2 separate regions of the Mus musculus genome follow, and region 2 is linked to region 1. Evidence: chromatin contacts called from public promoter capture Hi-C data. All regions are on one chromosome and are shown on one strand. Each heading gives the region's core, a stretch centred on a gene start, on an enhancer-like site or on the middle of the called end of the contact. The rest is flanking DNA. Distances are from core to core; before and after follow the strand shown. Region 1 holds the start of Zfp87 (zinc finger protein 87). Region 2 overlaps Mtrr (5-methyltetrahydrofolate-homocysteine methyltransferase reductase).

Region 1 (3,092 bases), core at 401-2,900:
CAGTTTTGGTTTGGTTTGGTTTCTTTCAATCACAGGTGTGTTTAAAGTATATATACTGGAAAGGTCTGTAAGTTACAGGACAGCATGCCTCTGCTTCATGCCTACTTCTTAGGAAACCACTTTTGGTTCACAAGGTAGTGTACTCTTCCCACTTTAGATAATGGAAAACACAATGCTGTTCTTGTCCTGTAGGCCAGTGACATTAACTAGGAAGTCTCTGTCTTTTACATAACAGTTACATAGTCCACAGAAATATTCATACTGAAGGTGGCTTAAAACCCATGTTCCTTATGAATAATAGGCTTTAATGCCACACAAACACTTGATTTGACTTAAAGTGTTGTGAACTACAAAACTATACAAGAGACAGGCCAAGGAGTCTATTATGGGCAAGGGACCCTAACTGAGCAAAAGCTCTTCAAATTCACCTTTCAATCTTTCTGACGTGGATAAACTGGCAAATGTTCAGGGAGCAACAGGGAACCTGAGTGCCACAGTCGGGGCAGTGATAGAGTAGTTGTTAAGGGAGGTTTAGATGTGCAGTGTCCAGAGATAGAAGAGAAGCTCACAATTGAAGAGCAACGTAAACACTGTTAGGTATTCAAGGTCACTTCTCCTCCCCAGGGACACTCAAGTCCTTTCCCCGAAGTCACTAATAATCTCCAGGCCATCTCTCTGCTCCCATCACCCCCTCATTTGTTTCAGAAAAGGAGTCCAAGCTTCTGACATTACACAATCTCTGACATAAGTGGATACGGTATTTTCTAGTATTTTACTCTACAATGTAGGATCAATAATATCCTGAATAAGCCTTCTCCTTTAGAACATTAGACTGTCTCTACATGTGAGTGTTAAGTGTGAAGATATAGATCACGGAGGTGGCCATGAAATATTCTCATTCAAAACAACACACCAAAAAAAACCTAACAATTTATTCCAAAGAGAATGGTACTAACATCCTATACACCAACCTCCTTAGCAGAACTCTGTCCCTGGAAACGAGGAGCAGCTATTAACTCAAACCAAGAATATTAGGCTGGCCATAAATAGGAGGTGCCAGATCTCCACTCGATCTAGAAGTTCTGAGAAATCTGACCACAGTCAAGTGGCCAAGTGATCACAGCCAACAGACTTCCTAAGGCAAGCAGGAATGTGGGCTCCCATTTACACCTCTGGCGCAAGGAGAGGGCCGGCCCACCCTGCGGGGGGGCAATACTGAACCTTCCACCATTCCACATTTCTGTGCTACAGAGCCAGCTCTCCCACCCCAGAAGCGTATACAGCCGCGTCCTAACAAAGCTTTCACTCACAGCGCCACCCCCATACTGCTCTCCCCACCCAGATTTGCATCCAGGCTCAGTTGGCCCAGCTTAGGTCAGCAGCACAGCATCACCAACTCGGCTTCTCCCTGCCTCTGGTCCACCTCGGCTCCGCTCCCTCCAAGCTGGACCACTCCCCTGCACATTCCCTCAGGCTGCACTGCTCCCTGGACCAACCTCCATGTCAGAGATCCGATCGAGAGCGAGGAGCAGGACACAGCACCGCTAACTTAGGGGAAGACAAACGTCTGCAGACGGGATGCGGAAGTGCGGTTCGCAGAGCGGCTGCTTGTGACGTCACAGAGGGCACGACTACATTTCCCAGAGTTCTGTGTTCTCCCTACTGACAGCGGAGGAGGGTGGAAAGAAAGGAGAGGTGTCAGCACTGGGACAAAAGCCCACAGTCAGGCTGCTTTAAAAGTTCCGGTTGTAAAACGGACGTGCTAGAACATCCGTTGAGGCTTTGATAGGAGGGGTTATTAGTTGTATCTGGTCAAACTGTAGTTTAAAAACTCGTCTACTAATTATAAAATTGGAACCTGCACCAAAAGTTGACAATCATTTAATTGTACTTTAAAATAAGGAAACAAGAGGCTAAAGTGGAGTGAGTGCTATTACTTAGAGATGCTTTTTGACATCAACTTCGGTGTTTAAAATGAAAGGATTACAAATCCAAAGCGTTCTAGGCACTTTACAGAGACCTTGTCTCAAAATACAAAGTACAAAACTAGCAAAGGGGGTAGACTACGTGCCTAGAATGAAGGAAGACTTAATTTAATGCTCAACTTGTACATACTCCATTTTTCCATGTGTGCTGACAAGCCTGTGAGCATACATGCATTAGACTCCACAGCTGGGAAAACAAACAAAAACACTTTCCTGTGAGCACTGGAATCCATACAGTGAAGGAGGTAGGTCAGAGACATAGACGTTAAAAAAAAAAAATCTCTGAACGAGGTTATAAGTACTACCCTCACATTTACATGTGAAGACTTTCCAGAATCCATTGGTGGATCCTTGATCTCTCCATTTGTCCCTTGCTTACACTTTCATTCATTAATCTGCATAAGAACTTTAATTTTATGAGAACTATACCAGAACATCACCCACGTCTCCCTGGTTCACCACAAACAGAGAAGTGTTTAACAGCAGGTGGTCTCTGAGCCTGTGAGTATCTCTTCTGCTTCTCTCCCAAGGAGGGCACAGTTCTTAGCATTGTACGGACTTCTGGTCCATCATCCATTGTAGAATTTCTCTCTGCATTAGGCATGGGGTATCTTGCTCTGTAGACCAGGCTTGCATTGGACTCAAAGATCCCCCTGATTCTGCTTCCCAAGTGCGGGGATTAAAGGCATGTGCTACCACTATCCATGGTATTTTTATCACTGTGGAGAACTCAACTTCTCTTTTCCTACTTAGTTCTCCTTGCAGTGATTAAGCATGTGTTGTAACCTCCGAATTGCTGATACTAGAGAGATACTTTAGTGTTGTGCACAGTTTGTCTCTGCATTTTTTGCTCCCACCCCCCACCCCCCTGGCCAGAAGCTCCCATCTTCCCTCTAGCCCTAGACAAGTATGCTACACAGACAGCTGGTTTCTGTGCTGTGTCCTCCTGCAGCAGCCTGAAACTCCCTCCCCCCACCTCTAGCATTAGAATGGCACTACCCATAAAACTCCCCCTTAATGAGGACATTCTGAGGAGACATCCTCCCTGCCTTTGTGTCTCTAAAAACCAACACTCCTGCTGAGGAACTGCAGAACTCCAGGTGCCTG
Region 2 (3,589 bases), core at 940-3,439, 1.0 Mb after region 1:
GGTATTATTTATTAAAAGGACAAATTTGAAAGTCAGTGAAGAAAACATACAGTTCAGAATCACCAGGAGACACTTTCACAAAGCTCTACCCACGCTTTGTTACATGCAAACAGTGTAAGATGCAGGGAACTCCCTCCCACCAGCTCACCCTGCACTGACACTGAAGGCACATGCCAGCTGGGAGTGCCCAGGGACTGTGAGACTGGGGCCCACTGCCTTAAACAGGGGAACACCAGGTGGTCCATCCACCTTAACTGTGAATCCCACAACACAGAAGTCCTGGGGAATCTTCAGATTGCAATGCGCTCTACAGAGCAGGGGAGTTTGCAGCAAGTGGCCCAGCCACTAGAGAGCTGGACATTCAGGATTCCCTGATTTTGGAGGTGAATATTATGCTATTCGTACCTTGCACATGAGTACGGTCGAGGCTGAAGTTTAGGAAGGTGCTCTAAAAATAAAACAAGCAGTTAGCTCAGGCCTACTGACACAGGAACAAAAGAAAACCCAGGCCTATATTTAACTTTTTTGTTTAGACTATTCGAAATAATATGTTCTCGTTTATAACAGTTTGCAGTACATAGTGCAGCAATGCACTGTTCAACCCTAAAGTCAGGATCCCTTCCCCCACGCTGGTCTCAGGGTGAGCACAGTTAGGGCAGAGCAGGAAGAGGTCAGCAGGCTCATTGCTTTCGCCTGTCTAAGGGTCATCTCCAGAGACACAGCCCAGAGCTTTCAGAGGTGAAAAAAAGTCAAGACCTCAAAGATACCAAAGACAGATATTTTAGGAAATACTTAGGAGTAAGATGTACGTTTCCTTCTTGTGTTCATATACTTAATAAAAACTTAAGTGTATGGTGGGAGACTTTCTCAAAGCAACTTCAGCAGAATCCCAGTGGTTTAAGAATGCACAGCGACCTGTGTAACAGTAACAGTAACAGTAAATGGTCCATATTTGAAATATCTGCTTACAAATTTTAGAATTTTTGTGAATAATTTGTTTTATTTTTAATTTGTCTGGGCAAACCATTTAAAAGTTCCTTCTAAGCTCGGTCTTAGTAAAGCAGGAAAACAAAGACCGGCACAGTGCTCATCTTAAGTTTTAGATGTGTTAATTTTTCTTAAAGAAATGGAAAATTTCAATTTTGTATGTCCTAATGACTCCCTCTGGCTCCTAACTTGTGTTTTGGCTAGGTACTAACCTCTACGACTCCCATTGTACCACTAAGCCAGAAAGCACCAGCCAAGCTGGCTTAGAAAGAATGCGGGAGACTAGCTTCGTATAATGATTTTGTTTTTGTTTTTGCTTTTTAAACATTTTAGGAGGAAGTCAAAGAAAAAGAACACTAAGAAGTCATGGGAAGAAAAAGCAATCCCTGACTAGTCATTCCCTGCACAGGCCTTGAAAGGCCTGATGGCTTACCAAGAGGACTACATATGTTTTCATGGTGTACACGTGAATGGTAACATCTGGCTCTGCCCCATTACGGATAAAACAAAGGCCGAGCGTGCTGGTGTACACCTTTAATCCCAGCACTCAGGAGGCAGAGGCAGGCGGTTTTCTGAGTTCGAGTCCAGCCTGGTCTACAAAGTGAGTTCCAGGACAGCCAGGGCTACACAGAGAAAACCTGTCTCGAAAAAAACAAAAACAAAAAACAGAACAAAACAAAACAAAGGCAGGAAAGTAGGAAAGGCTACAGGATCCTACAGGCTCCCCGTGCCCCAGGCCTGTCCCTGCATGACAAAGGCCCAACTGTCCTGGAAAGCTGCGCTTCTGAATCCACAGGGCCTGAGATGTCCCTGCATTCACCCAGAGCACGTGCTCTATGCCGTCCGTCCGACTGGATTCGATGAGGGACATCCTTTCCCTCTCAATGTTGACGTTAGGAAAATTCAGCTAAATTACCTCATCACTGAAGAAAATAAACTAGAAAAGATGCTAAATTCTAAGTATAAAAAAGTACAACTGGATAATTAATAGAAGGAAAAAATAACAAGGAAAAAAAAGACTCAGAGTGTGGAAGAGGGACCCAATCTCTAAAAAGATGTTACTATAGTCTGAAAATAAAACCTGCCCCGGGTTCCTGACTTGTACCCACCAGCCCCATTTGGCCATGTCCACACTGTGTCTGCATGGAACTCACTGTGAGACAGGAATAGCCGGCCTTCTTCACTATGCAGAGGCTCACTAAAGTGCAGGAGGCCTGCCTGGGGCCATGGAAGGAAGGGGTGACTCACCCAGCAGTAGGCTGAGCGGAGGCTGGCAGGACGGGAAGGTGAGCAGGAGGTCCAGCAGGCAGACGCTGGCATCTCGGATGAAGCGGTTGTAATCAGCGGCTCCTTGTTTACTGCACAGCTCCTGCAGCCTCCGCTTTTCAGTGGCACTGCTGGTGTGCTCGGCAAGGGCCCGCAAAAAGGCCTGAGGAAAGAGGCTAGTTGTGGGCTACTCTGGGGTTACGGTTGGCCCTGTAAGTTCCAGGCCAGCCACAGTTACAGGGTGAGAGCTTGTCTCAAATAAACAGATAAATAAATAAATAAACAAATAAATAAGAAATCAAACAAACAAATAAATAAAAGACCAAAGAAATGAGAAAGAACAAGCTCAAACAGCAGAAAATACTGCACAGTTTTAAAGTATAAACCATTTAAGATATCAGTTGTACTCTAAAGACTATTTTATACAAATGTTTAAAACACCTGTACAAAGACTATCGCAGTACAGAAACTTCTGCTTTGACATTATTTTTCTCCATAGAAAAAAATCTAGAACAGCTCGTATGTTCATGATCAAGCCAACAAATTATGGTGCACCCGTTAAAAATACCCTCAGTCTTTGCCCCAGAACACACAGACCAGACGTCTTGCTGTGGAAGAGGGATGAGATTCCAGACTTAAACTCTGAGGGTGCAAGCACACAACCGTTACTTCCCATGTCACCTCCGTATAGGCATTCTTATACAGCATGGTTTGCAGAGTAGAAATATATTTTCCTATACTTTGTAAAATGTAAAAAGCTGGTAAAATTAAAACAGAAAGACGTTCTTATCCAAATGAACTCCGTTTGCTTCCCGAGGCCAGCCGTGCGGCAGGCGCCTCCACAGAGCAGTGTGGGAGCTTGTCTTTAATTGCCACAGACTCTCTGCTCAGACAGCGCCAGTCCAGTAAAGCGGTTTAGAAAATGTCTAGTTTACACAATGTTTAGAAACAAAGTCAGCCGCCAGCATTTGAAATACAGTTCCTGGTGTAACACTGCCCTCTAGTGGCTCAGTCTACCTCAACGTTCCCTTCCATTTCCCCAAGGTTTCCCATGCAGCAGTAACCAAGTGGCACTGCACAGATGGGTAGTAATTAATGCAGGAGGTGTGAAGACACATCTGAACACGCTATCGTCCATAGCTCTAAGGGCCAGTATCAGGCTTATCTGAGTGTCCTTAACAGAGCCCTGTCCATCTTCAAGCACAGAGACCTACCTTTTTAGGAACTGCTCGTATTTCAAGACACCAGGTGAGGATGAACTGGAGAGAACGCCCCTCAGGCACATGCGCAGGCAGGGCAGCTCCTTGCAGGTGAGGCAGGAAGAGACCAGAGAGAA

The links. Promoter capture Hi-C pulls out the DNA fragments that hold promoters and counts their contacts.
Region 2: a contact with region 1 is called in a promoter capture Hi-C map of embryonic stem cells, with 4 times the contacts expected there. The contact joins the enhancer-like site here to the promoter of Zfp87 in region 1. A contact is called at or near these places in 7 of 39 promoter capture datasets (the 3T3-L1 cell line, the C10 cell line, cranial neural crest and 4 more) and 1 of 115 datasets of contacts at active chromatin or transcription factors (large pre-B cells).

Annotation. Positions count from the first base shown.
Region 1 is chr13:67,524,581-67,527,672 of GRCm38.p6, forward strand. Zfp87 (zinc finger protein 87) reads right to left here and starts at 1,651. Exons shown (of 4, transcript NM_133228.3): 1 at 1,497-1,651. The coding sequence starts at 1,502.
Region 2 is chr13:68,566,537-68,570,125 of GRCm38.p6, forward strand. Mtrr (5-methyltetrahydrofolate-homocysteine methyltransferase reductase) reads right to left here. Exons shown (of 15, transcript NM_172480.3): 8 at 3,468-3,556; 9 at 2,236-2,416; 10 at 406-448. Among named protein-coding and RNA genes, the nearest start is that of Mtrr, 14 kb to the right of the region's middle. Within about 2 kb of position 2,190, at least 26 of the 459 cell types and tissues checked have an H3K27ac peak or open chromatin away from gene starts, as enhancers often do. A contact at or near this core is called in embryonic stem cells, where this site is marked.